Linked DNA regions of Gossypium hirsutum: region 1 is linked to region 2. The links are chromatin contacts, called in public Hi-C maps. All regions are on one chromosome and are shown on one strand. Each heading gives the region's core, a stretch centred on a gene start, on an enhancer-like site or on the middle of the called end of the contact. The rest is flanking DNA. Distances are from core to core; before and after follow the strand shown. Region 1 holds the start of LOC107952992 (endoribonuclease Dicer homolog 1). Region 2 holds the start of LOC107937032 (NAC domain-containing protein 30).

Evidence for each region. A called contact is a pair of places that touch in the nucleus more often than the background predicts.
Region 1: a contact with region 2 is called in a Hi-C map of callus, with 4 times the contacts expected there. The contact joins the promoter of LOC107952992 here to the promoter of LOC107937032 in region 2. A contact is called at or near these places in 10 of 34 Hi-C or Micro-C datasets (callus, cotyledon, hypocotyl and 3 more).

The regions. Positions count from the first base shown.
Region 1 is chrA07:29,086,170-29,089,943 of Gossypium_hirsutum_v2.1, reverse strand. LOC107952992 (endoribonuclease Dicer homolog 1) reads right to left here and starts at 1,428. Exons shown (of 21, transcript XM_041117911.1): 1 at 1-1,428. The coding sequence starts at 866.
Region 2 is chrA07:28,563,416-28,567,090 of Gossypium_hirsutum_v2.1, reverse strand. It overlaps LOC107937032 (NAC domain-containing protein 30), which reads right to left and starts at 2,282. Exons shown (of 6, transcript XM_016869844.2): 1 at 1,831-2,282; 2 at 1,475-1,737; 3 at 945-1,085; 4 at 542-850; 5 at 1-201. The coding sequence starts at 1,984.

The sequences.
Region 1 (3,774 bases), core at 179-2,678, 520 kb before region 2:
TTTTCCTTCGGCTGCTCAACTTTCTTCTCCATCTTTCCATTGCACTCGGGAGTTTTGTCATAAGCCACCTTCCCTTCTCTTTGCCGATCTGCTTCCCAAGTACCCAACCTAAAAACCATCTCATTGGACCCTGACCGATCCCTCTCCCAATAACCCCTTGGTTCTCTCTCTCTCCCATCCCTCCTATTGCCACCATAATAATGTTCTCTTCTCCTAACATGCTCTCTATCTCTCCGATCAATTTCATCCCAATCTCGAACCCTTTTCCTAGAAGAACATCTCTCCCTATCCCGGGGATAATATTGACCTCTACTAGAATACTGCCTATCACTCTTGCAGCCATTCGCACGAGCCCTCTTTCTACACCTCTCTTCACTATCTAAACCCCTATCTCTCGACTCGGATGACCTTTTATCGTCTCGATGAACTCCATTATCCTTATTAGAATAATCAAATAAACTGGAATTACTATCATCGCAGCTTTTTTCCTGCCCTTTGCTTCCAATCTTCTTTTCAACTCCATTAGATGGCGGAACTGAGTTGTCAGGTAAATCCTTGGAGACCCCAGAGAGCTCATTGGGAGACCATCCATCTCCAGCAACGGGGTCGTAAATTCCATTTCCATTGACGGCAGAGCTATCACCGTTACTTCCCACCGGAGGAAGTCCCCCGCCGTTCTTGAAGCTATCGAGAATGTGATCAATTCCTCCAAAGAAATCTTGATTGGAAGTATTGTCAACGGAGTCTTGAACTATAGGAGCATCGAAATCAACAAAATCGCTAATCAAGTCGCATGATATGTCCTCACAAGCATCCAGCCAGTAAGATGACCCATTGCCACCAGAAACCCTACCTTCTTCCTCCATCAATCAATTGCCCAGAACTCGGATACTCCCACTTCAAAAAAAAAAAGGGGAAAAGAACCAAGAGCAACAAGAATTATAAAAAAAACCCAGAAAGAAGAGAAAGAAATCAATAGTTTTTATAAAGATACAGAAAAAAACAGAGAGAAGAAAAAAGAGTGAGTGAAGACACAGATTAAGAGTAGATAGACCGCAGGAAACACGCAAGAAGTGTAGTTAAGGAAGGGGATTCATTTAAAAAAGTGAAACAGAAAATTGAAGGGGGAAAAAAACATAAAACCCCACCAAAACTTTTGTGTGTGATTCTTAGATTCTACGGTCTATCAACGCCTATTCTGTTATCTTCCGTTTCTCTTTTATTTGACTCCCTTCAAGCGTGCGCCTTTCTCAGTTTTTTGCTTTCCTCCCCCACTCTTTCTTTGGTTCTTCTGGGTTTTAGCTCTGTTTTCTCTACGAAAGAGAGATGGAGAAACAAAATTAAAATAATAAAACCCAAAACTACGGGTTTTCCCCTTTTTCTTTTTGGTCTTCACGCAATGTTTTTTTCCTTACAATTTACAAAGAAACTTCTGTGACTTGAGGCGGTTCTGTTTTTCTTTAACTTTCCGAACTCGAAAGTACAGAGAAACAGTGCTTCAACCAATACGATAACGCCACGTTTGACCCAACAAGGGTTCCGGATTACGTGGTGATTTGTGAGTGGATGGTAGGATAGGGTTTTATTGGAACTACGCTCTTCACTGTTCAGTTGCGTTACCGTAGGGAGCGGGGAGATGTTAAGTGTTCTCTTTTTTGCTACCAAGGACATGAGAACAGCAACGCTTATGGAAAAGTACAGACACGTGTCAAACAGTTGGAGTCCACTGGTAGAATCCCGGCAAAAACGAAAGCTTATTCAAAGGTCAAAGATGATAGAACATTCTCAGCCGTTTGATTTATTCTTCATAAAGAAAAAATAATTATAAAAGTTTATTCCCCTTAGATCAGGCTGAATATTTTTTTATCCTATGAGACCAGAAACTTTCCCTTTGGTGGGTTGGATACAGTGAAAACCAATTGGCCTTTGGTGTAGTGATTGGGTGAATTTTGTTTTGGGTGGCTCCACTTTTTCTTCTTCTCATTACAATTAAATGTTTGCATTTATTTCTCACACATTCCGTATGAGAAAATCTTGTGATTTTGGGAGAAACAAAAATATCTTACATTTGAGGATAGGAATGTTAAGGTTATTTGGGCATTCTATTTCTATTAACAGTTCCATTTTTTTTTGTTATAATTTATAGGAATATGTTCCTCTGTTAGATTTATTAATCAATTTTTTTTATATTTATTGATTATATATTAAATTAATACTAATTAGTTTACATACCAAAAACAAGATTTTAATAAAATTGTTTTTGTTATATAAAAAAGTTTGTGATTTAAAGAATAAAATAAGAGATTGTTTTAAATTGAAACTTATTAAATATCAATAAAAGCATGAATCAAAATGGAATAAAAATATCTAATCTTTAACATTATCATTTTGATGGAAGAATAATAATTATATTATTAATTTCTTAACAAATATTTAATGTAATAATTATATTATTAATTCCTTTTTTTCTAATAATAGAAGTTTCATTAAAAGGATGAGTACAGCTGTGCATCATTCACACCTGCATATTTCAGTAGAAACCAGTGGACTAAATACCCCCTTCTCCAAAAGCTATAAAAGGAAATCCCCTCACATGCAAAATAGTGAAAATCCGAATAAAATAATGCCGGTTAAGTTCAATATAGTTCCATCGGAGTGCAGCCAACAGCGTCCCATGAGCTAATACTCCCACTTCACCCCTCATCTCAACCTAATCCTGCATCTAGTCTAGTGAGTCAGTCTATCATCGATCCGCCACTCAAATCTCAGATACCTTTGCCAGAGCCTCCTCCACCCAAAATAAGCTTTCTTCCCTGTCAAATGCTTCCTTAGCCAGCTGGTGCGCCGCCCGATTACCATCCCTTAAAGTACGTTTGACTTTACAAACTAAGAATTGGGAGATGAGAGACCTTGTATCATTAATATAAGCAGTTACACTAGAATGATCCACTCTGTTAGATATCCATTTGATTACCAGCCGAGAGTCACCGTCCAAGACCAAGCGCTGAAACCCCATATCTTTTGCAAATTGCGGGGCCTTCACACATGCAATGGCTTCAACGGCAAAGACAAGGGGAACGAAGCAACTTGTATGAACAAAAGCTCTCAAAATCATTCCACTATTTTCTCCCGCAATCACCTTTGTGCTGGATGTATTAGAAGCGGCTCTCAAGCCCACATCAAAGTTCACCTTGACCATATTAACCTCCGGTGGCTCTCATTCGGTTGTAGAACCATCTCGTGGCTCAGGTATGGCTCTTACAACACCTTTTGTCTCAGTAATATAGGACCGAATAAACCCCGAAATTCCATAAATTGTCTCTTTCTTTCGTTCATGCACCCATTCGTTCCTTGCATGCCACAGAGCCCAGTAAATAGTGATAATCGTTTTGCATTCATTCATATTACTTTGTTTCACTAAGCGAGCTAATTGGTCATGAAAATCCATACGAGGTATACTAGACAATGTTGAACGCTACCCAGACCCTTCTTGCTAGATCACAACTTGCTATCGCGTGCATTATTGTTTCCATCGCAGCATTACAAAATGGGCAGATGAGGGAAGTTTCCACACATCTATTGTATAAATTACACATTGTAGGCACAAATACTTAAAAAGTCTCCACAACATAATTTTAAGTTCCAACGGACACGGAACTTTCCAAGTTTTACTATAAAATTCTTTGTAATTCTGCCAATGCCTAGTGATGATTCTTTCCTCAAGTCCCTTTGCTACCAAAAGCTTATAGCCGCTACTTACTGTGTATTCTCAAG
Region 2 (3,675 bases), core at 1,033-3,532:
GCATGCTCTTGAGTTAACAGACCTTTCCTCCTGGACCAGTTCAAGACAATTGATCTCATAGGCTGTAACTGTCGCTGATTCAACCCCAGAATCCATTATCAGGACCTCATCATGATGAATCCCTGTTTCCATTCGCCTCTGATTGAGTCCTTCCGAATGGCCATGGCAAGTCCCATCAGACATATGAACAATTTGATCATGCTGTTAAATAAGACACAGAGAAGATATATGTCAAATTTTAAGAGTGAAAAAACATGAAACTCTAAAAAGACGCAAGGGCAACTAAAATAATTACACTGCCTGGACCACAGGAAAGCAACATTGCATGACCTCTTCAATATGTGAACGCAACTATAGATTTTCAGTTCCCTAGAGATCCTAAGATGCTATAGGAGAACCTCATAATCAGAAACTTGAAACTGTGATAATGCGTGACAGTATCAGACATTATTCAAGCAGTTGTTCTCCTATAGTGCTGACTCAGTTTTTACTCACCGTTGGAAAAATCTCCAACGGTAACTACACAATAATGTTTCTTTACCCATGCATTGTCCCTGTACTCAGCTTCTGCATTGGTACGTTCATCTGGATTATGAAACAGAGCATCATAGAATTTCATTTCATCATCAATGGTGTATACGAATTGACCTTCAACCAAGTCATCAGACTGTTGGTAATCAAAATCCTCCAAGGAGAAACGTTCTTCTTCAATCCTGCTCTGGTCATTATTGAAAATGGCACTGGATGATGGGAAACTGTGCAAGCCACGGGATGGTGAGAGATCAGAATCAAACATTCCTTCCTCTTCCATAAATTTCAGCAAAGCAATATCAGAATCCATACTGTTGGACTGCATTATCAATATATGTGAGTTCAACACACACGAAACAAAGGTTATTTATTACTCAGTAAAAAGGTTGCTTGTAAGTCATGTTCCTTCTCACCTCCATAGACGTAGCCCCAACTGCATTATCTGGGGAACTAGAAGCTGCAAAACGTGGACATTGCTGACCAACATTCGAAATCAAGTATTCATTTTTCTCAGCAGCATTGTCCCTTAAGTAGCCGACCACATAACTGTTATCCTACGGAAGTTGAAGGCCAAAAGAGACCCCAATGTTAGAAATGCTCTGCTATCAATTGTTTACCGAATTTAACAAATAAAAGTTGCAGGACTAAATCAATTGTGGATTAATATGACAAAAAACAACCGTAGATCCTAATTTAGTAAGTAACAGGAAGCAAGCAACAATCTTCAGAACTAAACTCTCCATCTAATTCCCAAGACAAAACTATTTACATGATGTTCATCTCCACTAACTTCAAAGGGAATTTAAAGTAATCTGAGCCATAAAATCTGGTAACTTGCAATCATATGTATCACTCACCATACACATGTAAACAGAGCAAAAGCTGAAAAAAACTTTGATGGGTGATTTGAGGATGGATCGTGTTATGTGTGCACGAAGATTACCGCATTAGGGGGCAAGGAGCCGGCAGTGGCGCGGAACTCATGCATGACCCAATCGGTTCTGAGCCCATTAGGGGTACGGCCTTTATAGAAAACCAAAGTCTTCTTGGTACCAATCACACTATCTCCACAAGTGATGGGACGATCCGCACCCGTTGATTTCCAATACCCATCGTTGGTAGAACGATCGTTTTTTCTCTGGGAAATCTTGTTGAGTTTATAGAAGAACAACCATTCTGGATAGGTGGACTGTACTACAGACATGGCTGTCCTCTCAAGGGGAAAAAGAAAATCACCAACCCAAATTTCAAGATAAAAACATATGAAGAGTGAAATGGGAGATAAAATTAGTAGATTACCAGGTAATTGCCAGGGCTCATGCTTGAGGAGGTCGACCTCTCTGATATAGCGGGTGGCTTTATGATCACCCATTATCTTTTTCTTAAGAAAGAAACTGATGATTTCTTCATCTGGTGGGAGGAATCTGAATCCAATTTCCAGGACGTTGTCCATGATCTTGTCACCCACCTTATTATGATGACTACTATACTAAACCAGAAAAAAGTAAAAGCTCAAAATTTCTATTTTGCTTTCAAGAAGCAGAAAAAGAGGATATCTGTCTGTCTGCAAGTGGAGATGAAGTAAGTGTTCAATATATACAAAGCATTGACTCCCAAATTCTTAAGGTCTTCGGCTCAGCTTAGTCGGGAAGCTAAGTGGGCCCAGGGAGTTACGCGTTTCAGCAGTTCTTAGACTAGTTAAGTCACCAAGTGGAAAACTGTCCAATACAAAATATAACCCGAAACCTCCCGTTCTTAAAATTTAACTCATTTAAGTAATGCATACAAAACAAATTTAATTGTGTCATTTAAAATTGTATATTTTCTATTTTTATAAAAAAAGCAAATCTACTACTCTAAAATAGAAATATTTTTTTTCTTTTAAAAATTACCATAATCTTAAAAAGTTAATTATATATTATGTTCACCCCAATTTTACATACACAGTGGCATCACATCAAATTCAAACCTCTTATATATTTTTACATTATCACTTGATCTCTTTATTAATGATTTTTTTTTTAAAAAATACAGATGCTTTTATATTGTTTTTCTTAAAAGTGATGCCATCTAGTCAACTTAAGTTTTGGAGTGATAATAAAATATTTTTGTTGAAATTAAATTTTAATTTATATCAATTTTTGAGTTGAAATTCTTGACAACTCCTCCTCCTTAGGTTTATAAAAATAATAATAATAAATTTAATTAGATTTTATATCAATTTTTTAGTTATATTTAGGGATGTAAATAAACACAACGTTCTATGAACAGTTTGTATAATGTTTGTTTATTAAACTAAATAAACGAGAATGAATAAAATTTGTATGTCTGTTTAATAAACAAACAAAAACAAATAAAGGTGTGTTTGGTTAGTTTATGTTCACGAATAAACTCGTTTATGACTCGTTTATTTATTAATGATATTTTTTTATAAAAATTCCATTAGTATATATTGATAAATTTATCTTAAAACTCGTTTATTATTCTATTAGTATATATTAATAAAATTATCTTGGTTTGTATTTTTTAATTTATAATATAATTGTTAATATTTATATTTGACTATTTTATATCTAAATAATATATGTGTATGTATTTATTGTTTGTTTGTTTGTTTATTATTTATTAATATTGTTTGTGAACATGTTCAATTATATGTTCGATTAAGTTAAATGAACATGTTCGTAAACATTAAACAAACGAATATGAACACACATAATTTTAAATAAGCGAACATAAACAAAAAAAAATGAAATTCTTAACAAACACAAAGTGAACATAAACAAACTTAAAAATAAATAAACAAACATGACTAAAAATTTATTTATTTAAACTTCATTCATTTACCGCTCTAATTATATTATAATCATTTGTTATATATATATATATAACTGTTAACGAAAAAAATGATGTGGTTATGATTAAGTCAGTTGTTTTTTTTCCTTTCAATCTATAGATAAGTGGGTACTGAAATAAATATATGTTACCTAAGTCTTGAATTTATGTTTGTAACGTAAAACCTATCATCACTTTCTGTATTAACTTGTAGACAATTTGGTTTTTGGTCCGAAGCAGTGGAAAAGATGGCGTGTTTATTGGGCATGCCAGTTTTATTGTAATATAATTAATCGTAGGTTTGCTGTT